2 separate regions of the Mus musculus genome follow, and region 1 is linked to region 2. Evidence: chromatin contacts called from public promoter capture Hi-C data. All regions are on one chromosome and are shown on one strand. Each heading gives the region's core, a stretch centred on a gene start, on an enhancer-like site or on the middle of the called end of the contact. The rest is flanking DNA. Distances are from core to core; before and after follow the strand shown. Region 1 holds the start of Insm1 (insulinoma-associated 1). Region 2 holds the start of Dstn (destrin).

Region 1 (4,324 bases), core at 1,762-4,261, 2.3 Mb before region 2:
AATATTTTATTTGAATAGTAAATATTTATACAGTTGAAACAGTTCTATCGAAGCTTTCTATAAATAGCTAACAATTAAGAAAATAATGTATGTAGAAAAGAGATTGCATTTAAAAGTAAGAGCTGTCGGTTGTACAAGGGCCTTGGGGCCCCTCAAGCAGAATAAAATGGTATGTTGTCTGTAATTCCCTCGATAGATAGAAAAGTTAAAACTTTCAGCAGACCCCTCTAGAAAAAACGATTCTTTCCTAAAATGCACAGTGAAATGTCAAAAGTGGCAGGGGGAAAGCTCAGAGAGAGAGAGAGAGAGAGAGAGAGAGAGAGAGAGAGAGAGAGAGAAAGAGAGAGAGAGAGAGAGAATCTGCAATCAAATAATATCATAATCTTCATAATTAATATAAATAAATAAAGAATAAATAACAATTGTGCATCAATCAACATATACATGTCAAAGGAACTCAATAGCCCTACCTCAACAAAGATGATTAAACCAAAAGTCTTCCGGGATATACTGAGGCAGTTACTACAGCATCTCGTTAGAACTCCTCCCACCCCCAAAAAACAATCCCCAACAGACAACAGGTCAAGGCATTTGTGGCTATACTAAAGAAAACTCTTTTTTAAGCAATTTGATTTGTTCACATACAAAAAGGTAAAGCCAGACTCCAGCAGTTCACAAGCCATAATAAAGCTAATCGTGTGGGAAGTTCAATTTACAGCCTGTGAAATATAAAGGCATTTTATTCCTCAAGATTCACCCAAAACAACCCGTACGCTACAGACATAGAGAGCAGAGATTGGTAGGCAGAGCAAACCGCATTTTCTAGACCATGAACACAGCGAATACTAGCAAGAAAAACAGCTTTGCCCCTCAAAAGGAGGCGTCCAACCACGAGACAAACGTATACAGCATTTTTTTCCTCCCCTGTACAGAAAGAGACGGACTCCTGTTGCGCCATGGGGCTTGGGGGGGGGGGCACAACGCAAAGGGGTTGGGGTCCAAAGGAGTCACAGCGAGAAGACCAGGTGGTCATGCTCCACCGAAGCGAAGCGAAGAGGACACTTTCACCCTGGAATGGGAGTAGGGGACCCCCAGATCAGGCATGGGGGGCGCTCTCTCTTTGTGGGTCTCCGAGTGAAGGCACAGTTCTGGGGGCCCCCGGACCGAGGGCGCACTCTAGCAGGCCGGACGCACAGGCACCTGAAGGAGGATCACCTGTCTATTCTCAGACGGGTGGCACTTGTTGATGTGCCGGGTCAGGCCCGGGGAGCTGTAGAAGGTGGCCGGGCAGTACTTGCAGGGGAACACCTGGGCAGCGTGCAGCAGGCGCAGGTGGCGCTCCTGGGCGCCCTTGCTGGGGAAGGTCTCCCCGCACACTGGGCACAGGTGGCACTGGGCGGTCGCACTCAGGCCCAGCACGCCGGCCGCCTCGCCGTCGCCCGAGGCCTCCTGGGGCGCCTTTTCGTCGGGCCCCGCGTAGAAAGCCAGGATGTCCTCGGCGGGGGGTGGCGGCGGCGGCGGGGGCGGGGGCGCGCCTTTGGCCTGCAGCGCCTGGTGATGTGCCAGCAGGTGCTTGCGCAGATAGGCCTGGCGACGGAACTTCTTGGCGCAGTGGTGGCACTCGTAGAGCCCGTCCTCGGAGCCTGACTCGGATACGCCGCCAGGGCTCGGCGTGTCCCGATCGCTGCTGCCGCCGCCCGCAGCCTCGCGCGCCTCCGCCCTGGTGGCGGCTTCTGGCTCTGGCGCGCGGGCCGCCGCGGGCACCGGCCGTGGTTTGTGCCAGCGGCGGTGCGAGGCCAGGTTGGCCGGGCAGCTGAAGACCTTGGCGCACTCTGGGCAGCGGTACTCCACGCGCACGATGCGCGAGCACTTGTGCTGCGCCAGCGCGAACGGGTCAGCGTACTCCTCCTTGCACAGCTGGCAGATGAACTCGCCCAGGGGTCGGGTCGCGCCCCCCGCGCGACCCCGCGGCGCCTCCACCGGGCCCTCCTTGATCTTGAGCCCCAGAACCGGCGACGTGGTCACCTCGTCCTCGAAGTGCAGCTTGCGGATGGCCTTCGGCTTTTTGGCGCTCGGGGCCTTGGCTGCCTTGGCGGGCGGCTCTGTAGCGACAGCGGCGGGGGGCGCCGGTCGCTTGCCCGGGGGCCGCAGGGCCGCGGCGGGGGACAGTGGAGGACCGGTCCCAGGACCCCGGGCCGCCTCGGCGCCGGCGGAGAACGCAGTGCCCATCTTGAGCTCGGCGGGAGCGAAGAGCAGCGCGTCTCCGCCGCAGGTGCCGCCGCCGCCGCCGCCAGCGCCGTTGGCGCCGCTGCCTCCCCCTGCGAGCAGCGCGGCGGGCGTGGGGAAGGACTCAGCGGACACCGGCGAGCCCAGGTTGAAGCTGCGCTCGAAGTACTTGTGCTTCTCGTGCTCGCGGCTCACCGGCCGCGTGGGACTGTAGAGAGGCGCCGGGTGCGCAGCCTCGGGGTTGCCGAAGTGCGCGGCCCGCGGGCCTGGCGGGGGTGGCGGCGGCGGGCCTGGCGCGCAGGCGAGCGCGGCGGCGAGCGCAGCATGGGCGCGCTCCGCGAGCGCCGGCGGCGGAGGTGGCGGCAGCGGCCCGGGGCTGGGCACCGGGGGCTCGGCGCGGGCGCCCCCGCAGCCGGGTGACAGCAGCAGCGCCCGGTCACTGTCCTCGCCGCCGCGGACCCGGTAGGACACGGGCGTGGACTTCTTGCTGCGCTTCACCAGAAACCCGCGGGGCATGTTGGCGCGGTGAAAAGGGCGACGCACTGGTTGGGTCCCACCTCCGTGCTCGGCCCTGGCGGCCCTCAGTGACCCCAGCCCATCGCCTGCACGCGGCGGCTTCGGGACTCCCGCAGTGCCCGCGGCTGCTGGCCCGGCTCTGCGCTCCGCACGCGCGTCCCTGTCCCCGGGCCCGGGCGCCGCTCCCTTTTAACGGGGGGAGGGGGCCATTGTTCTCGCCTCCCGCTTCCCCCAGAGCCAATCAGAGCGTCCGCAGCTCCTCCGCCGACGAGGGCGGGAGGGCGACGGAGCGGCAAAAAAGGGGCCGGGACTCGAGGGTCGCCCGGTAGGTGCGGCAGATGTACCTGAGGGCGCGGGGCCCCAGCGCGCGCCCCTCGGCCGCCCCGCCCCGCCCCGCCCCGCCGCGCCCGGCGCCGCCGCCCCGCCTGGCCCAGGCACACGCCCGGCCCCGCCTCCCTTCACGGTCTGCTGCTCCTCTATGGGGAGGCGCACGTGCCTGGGCTTTGTGTGTCTCCTCCGGGGGGCGCGGAGCCGCCAAATGGGCCCGTCCATCAGCACGACAATGTGCGCCCCCCTCCCGCGCGAGGATTACCCGCGGGTCGCGAGCTAAATAGCAACAAAGGAGAAGAATGGCCCCAAATATGTCAGGAGGGTTCAATCCGCGAGCCGGAGCCCAGGGGGAAATTGGGCGCGCTGATGGGGTGGGGGCAGGGGCGACCCGAGGGCCGCGGCTGCTGCGGGAGAAGGGCGCGGGAGCTCCGCGCGTCGTATGGAAAATCATCGGCAAGGGGAACGCGCAACTCAACTCCGGACAGCCAGTGGCCCGACCGTGCTCTGGCCGCGGGAACCCGGGCTTCAGAGAGTAAACACGTTGAGCCAGCGGGCTTCGGCGGAGCGCCGGGTCTGGGCTCACGGGCTCAACCTGCCGGCGGGCCTCGAAAGCTTCTCTCGAGTTGGAGAAACTGTTGGCATAGCACGTTTTCGATCGCCCTCGGATGCGAGGCTGCATCCCTGGCCTGCTGGCTGGCTTCCAAAAGGAACTTGAATATCTGAAGTTACGTTCCTTTCCCTAATATGCCTGAAGCCGGAGGATTGGCATCTTTGCCAGGGTCGGACCCAGGCTTCAGGAGCCTCCTCGCTGTCCAGGGCGTAGGCAACGCCTGTGGAGTTGACCCAAGTGGGCCACGCACGGTGAAGTTGGTTTTCACCCTCTGCGCAGCCTCATGCATTTTCATTCTGAGCGGGCATTTTGTCTGTGGGTTGACATCAGATGCTAAATCAAGGGCTCCAATCAAGGCGCTGCGGAATAAAGCAACCGCCTGTCTGGGCGCGGGGGCCCCCCCCCCCCGGAGTCGTGCCCCCTTCACCTTTGTGAAGGAAATTAACCTCCCGCTATTGAGCGCGGGTCGCGGCCAATCTGGACGCAAAAGAGACGCGTGCTGCCGGGGGTGTGGGGAGGTGGGGGTGGCCAATCTGTCCTCAGAGGGAGCCTGCAGCCTGAGAGGACCAGCCGCTTCCTCCCGTGCCACTGGCAAGAGACAACAACGAAGGACACCCCTGGTACACACACGCCACACTAGAC
Region 2 (4,804 bases), core at 1,512-4,011:
TTGTTGGAGCAGAGTCCCATCTATGTTAAGTGAAAGGTTAGATTATGGCATATTCCTTAACTCTAGCTCAAGGCAAAACGACATCCCAACTTTCCAGAGGGCCATAAAACTATGCTGCAAATGCATTCCTTGGTTAAAGAAAAGACGAGCCAAATCTACCTGCGATGTGCCAAGCTGTACCCAGTAGAACTGAGCAAATACGCCTAGGAATTTTATAGCGGGCTGGTAATCTTTGCACATTATGAGGAAGCTGACACACCCAGTACACACACAGAAATGTTGTTTGCCATGTGCAAACAGAAGATACACTTCCCTCCTGTGGAAAGGGGCTTTTATAGACATTTATTGTGATTATTTTGTAGTGAGACATTTGAAAACATGACATCTCATTTCTCTAATTTCAATTTCCTTTATTCCAACTGCTTCTAGAAGACATAATGAGTACCAGGAAGTAATTCTTCTAATTTAAAACAAGCCCATATGTAGTTAAACTTTAATCTTCCCATTACCACCCCAAAAAGAGGAAAGGGGGTAGGGATAACTAAACGCACTCAGGAGTCCGAGAGAGTAGAATGCCAGGCCACTCTGGCCTAATCCAAGGCCCCAACTCAAATATAAAAATACAAAACCAGTGTTGTTCTTGACACCCGAAATCCTAGCACCTGCATCGCCTCAAGTTCAAGTCCAGCTTGGGCTTCACAGTGAGTTCCGTGTGGTTCTGAATTACAGAACAAGATCTGCCTCAGCAGCCTACTACCAAATGTAAAAAGGTTTCAAATACAGAAAAGTGCTAGAATCTGGGATAATAAAGGAAAATCTCTCTATCTCTCCCTTCGCCCCACCCCCCATTCTCTAATAGCTGGACTGAATGGAGATCTTCTGTGCTTATAAAACCAAACATAGTAAAGTCTGTGTTCTAAATTCCTCATTCTTAAAACATATCCAGAACTGGCAAACTGGCTCAGCAGGTGAAAGTACTTGCCAGGCAAGTCTGACAACCTAAGTTCAATTCCCAGAACCCACAGTGAAAGGAAAACTGGCTCCTCAAAGCACCGTGGCACTCCCGTACCCAAGTCCTCAGACCATAATAAATATATCAGTACTTGGATGTAAGAATGAACCCACCTTTAGTTTTTATTTTTGTCTCCCCCAAGTACCAGGAAATCCAACAGACTCTATTTTCATTTTATTTGAATGTACACCGAACAAAAAATTAAGCTTTAAAGCCAAGCTTTTACGTTTAGAATGTTTGGCCCTGTTTTAAATACTTTTGCATTCTCAACTAAAAGAAGACTGGAGAGCAGACACCAGTTCACTTTATTACACTGAGTGCTCAAATTTAAAAGTTTATCAGCACTCAAAACCTTTGGATTTAGTCTTTACTATAAATCAACATATACATACACTTAAAATCTTGCTGAGGTTCAACAGACTTCAAGGTCTGAAATATTTGTAGCTCATAGCATTAAACCCAAACATGACTTAATATCAAGGCACAGCTAAGCATGGTCCGTTTTCAAGAAAACTATCCATTTAATCTAATGAGCCAGCCTGCACCTGCAAGCCAGTTGCTATATCCTAAGAAAAAACCAAAGTTGTTATTCAGTGAAAACACTCTGTAGACAGATAAGTGGGTACCAACTGTTTCCCGGCGCACAGATGTAGCAACAGGATAGTATTTCTAGCAGTGAGGCAAGGCCTTGCCAGCAAATCATTGACCAAAAATGGTAACATTGTGCAGACTACAGTGACAAAATGTTCCACCTGATCGCCCAGTTGAGATACTGTTTTACAACCGATTTGAGTAACACTTTGGAGGTAGAGAAGTTTGTAAATTAAGCAAAATCTCTACCATCTCAATACAACGAATGTTTCTCTTTTTAAAGGGCTGGAGTAATTATACGGGCTTTCTGAAAGTTTTTAAATTTGCATCTGAAAAGCAACAACATCATGTCCAGGACTTGCACCCAAAGTTGTGGTAAAGCCTTGTTCTCAGGTAAAGGCAAATTTCTAGCATGGATGAATGGACCCGGCAGGGAAGGGTTAAAAGAGCCACTGCCAAGCTTGACAAGCCCAACGAGAGTGCCACTGAAGCTGATTGCCAGATACGACAAACAAAGCCACGGCAAGGCCACCCGGTTCTTAATCACGCTCACTAGCAATTACTCCGCCCTCTAGAGTGTTCAATAAAATCCTTTTCCTTCTCAGTAAAAAGGGCTGGAAAAGCTCACGGGTCACCAAGCTGGCCTTGGAGAAAACCGCGCCCACACGGATGGTCTCAGGTTCGGCCGCCCATCCCGGGGATCTACCGACTTCGGGATCGAAGGCAGCGAGGCCGGGCCGAAGGGGATCCCGGGCGGCGGCCTGGAACGGTGGGCATGATGCCGCCCAGGAGCTGCCTTGGAACCGACCCCTCCCTTAGCACACGCCCGAGGATCACTCACCATGTTCGCTGGGGCGGACTTCGGGAGGAGAGCTAGGAGCCTGACGGCAAAGTCTGTGCACCTTCGTCCTCCGGGTAGCAAAAGCAGGAGAGCAGGCGCAGGGCGGACGCGGCAGCTCGAGCTTATTAAGGGCGGGCACGAGTTCCAGCCAGACTGCGGCTGCGCGCGCCCCTCGCTCCGCCCACCGTTGCTACGCAACAGGCCGGCCTCCCCAGACAGGCCCCACCCAGGAGTCCCAATAGTCTCCAGACAACTGGAAACCCCTCTCCAGTTAAGGGGAGTGCATGGGTTCCCCGCCCAGAGGAGCGCCCGGGCTGCTGCTCCGTGAAGGGTGGACACAGGACGCTCCGGGGAATCTGGCCCTGCCCTGGAGGCGGGACCACGCGATGCCCCGCCTACCGCGCGGCCTTTGCCCATACATGGAAGTCGCCACCTGGCCAGGTGTGCGCGCCGCTAGGGGCGGGGCCCCGGCGCGGAGTGGGCGGGGCGAATGCCGGTGGGCGGGTGCTCTGCTTGGCGACGAGAACTCTCAAAACGGCTCTCAGGGACCGCGACCCGCATTTTTTTACCTACTTTGGTGCTGTTCCCACCACCCAGTCCTGATTGGTCAGCGCGGCACTTCGGGCCGTCGCGTGAGAGGGAAAAATCTGCACAGTTTTCCTCCTTCCTGAGGCGACCGTGGCTGATCAAAGTGCTGTGTGAGTCAGCGCTTATTCCAGGACTGGAAAACAGGAGTGATTTGTTTATCTTCTGAGCGGGCTGGGAGGAGGCCCAGTGGCCCGCGGGGGGTGCGTGGGGGACGCCGCGTGGCCCGGGACTGTGGGCCGGGCCCCGCCGCTGCGCTTGGGGGTTTCTCATTGGGGAATTGTGTTTTCCTAAAGGGCGGTTGCACGGAAATACTGCTTCCACAGGGCCACCCGCAATCCTAGCCTTGTTTTCTCCGGGTGTTTTTGTAGCGAATAAAAGGAACTCGTAAGACGTGGGATGATCACCTCACTTTTGAACTGAATTTAGGCAACGAGAACATCAGGATCTCTATAAAAAAAGTCTTAATTATCTAAGAAGGCTTTTGGGCAACATGATCGTTGTTTTTCTTTGTTTCTGTTTTCTGGGCGCTATATAAAAAAAATCTACCCTAGGTAGCAAACCGCGGTTCCCATTAGTTTTAAGGGTTTTGTTTCTTTCTTAAGATTAAAGGCAAGTCGTGGCAATTCTAATCCCTTACTGCATTGCCACGGGGTGTTTGGCAGGCTACGGCAGTGGCGTCAGAATCACCTGGAGAGTTTGCTCAAAGATTTCTTAGTTCTGGCTCCGTGCACCTAGAATGTAACCTAAGAGTTTGCCCTTTTAACAAGTCTTTGGTATTAATAATTGGTAATCACACTGAAGAGAAAGAACCTACATCCAGCTGCAGCCCGAACCCTTCTGGCTTATTTTTGTTTTTTTTTGGGGTTGGTTTTTTGTTTTTTTCTGCTCAGGACTCTGACCCCACTAAATGAGACTTCATTTAAGGACGGTTCAACCTATCATTGGTGTTTCGTCCTCCACAATCCTGTCCAAATACAAGAATGCTGTTTACTGCATAAAATTTTCTGTGCCTTCTTCCAGATTTTTTTTTTTTTTTTTTTTTTTTTTTTTGTCCTGGAACTCACTTTGTAGACCAGGCTGGCCTCGAACTCAGAAATCCGCCTCCCAAGAGCTGGGATTAAAGGCGTGCGCCGCCACCACCCAGCTTCTTCCAGAATCTTAAGCAAGTCTCTCTGGCTCCTCTGCCTCTAGCCTCACTCCCTCTCCTTATGGATTTGCCCAGTAACTGTGTTCCTATCACCTGCCAGCCTGGATTTTTTTTTTTTTTGACATATTTCCAGCGAATCCGTTTTATGTCTTTCCATAATCATTAACTTCATGGAAATCAGGGAACGGGGAGGGGACACCTTTCTTGGGCTTTCATGGATGTTTTGTGGCTATGAACTGTTTTTTTTTTTAATATATTTGCCACTGTTCCCAGATCAAACTGGGAGTCCCAGAAAGACAGAAATTTGGGGTGCGTTCTACATGAAGGGGCCCAGCCCATCAATGTGCTACATGTTTAATAAATGTTTTCCTAAGTGAGCCAGTATCTGAAGATGGTTTAGGATTTGTCAGACAAATTAATGTATCTGCTCACCGTAACCTCAAATGAACTCCCACCGAACTTTAACCCCCACATTTACCCCCAGTTGCTCTAGCTATTTTTATTCTTCTCATTCTGAGAAGGATCAAATTTTAATAAAATGCTATATTGACCAAATGTTGAAACCTAATTCCCAATGTGATGTAATACTATTTGAAAGTCGGTCTTTAAGCTAACCTAGGTTGTC

What was found. Promoter capture Hi-C pulls out the DNA fragments that hold promoters and counts their contacts.
Region 1: a contact with region 2 is called in a promoter capture Hi-C map of pre-B cells, with 7 times the contacts expected there. The contact joins the promoter of Insm1 here to the promoter of Dstn in region 2.

Annotation. Positions count from the first base shown.
Region 1 is chr2:146,220,684-146,225,007 of GRCm38.p6, reverse strand. It overlaps Insm1 (insulinoma-associated 1), which reads right to left and starts at 3,011. Exons shown (of 1, transcript NM_016889.3): 1 at 1-3,011. The coding sequence starts at 2,742. The coding sequence ends at 1,177.
Region 2 is chr2:143,913,288-143,918,091 of GRCm38.p6, reverse strand. It overlaps Dstn (destrin), which reads right to left and starts at 2,761. Exons shown (of 4, transcript NM_019771.2): 1 at 2,445-2,761. The coding sequence starts at 2,447. It also overlaps a transcript of Bfsp1 not described here.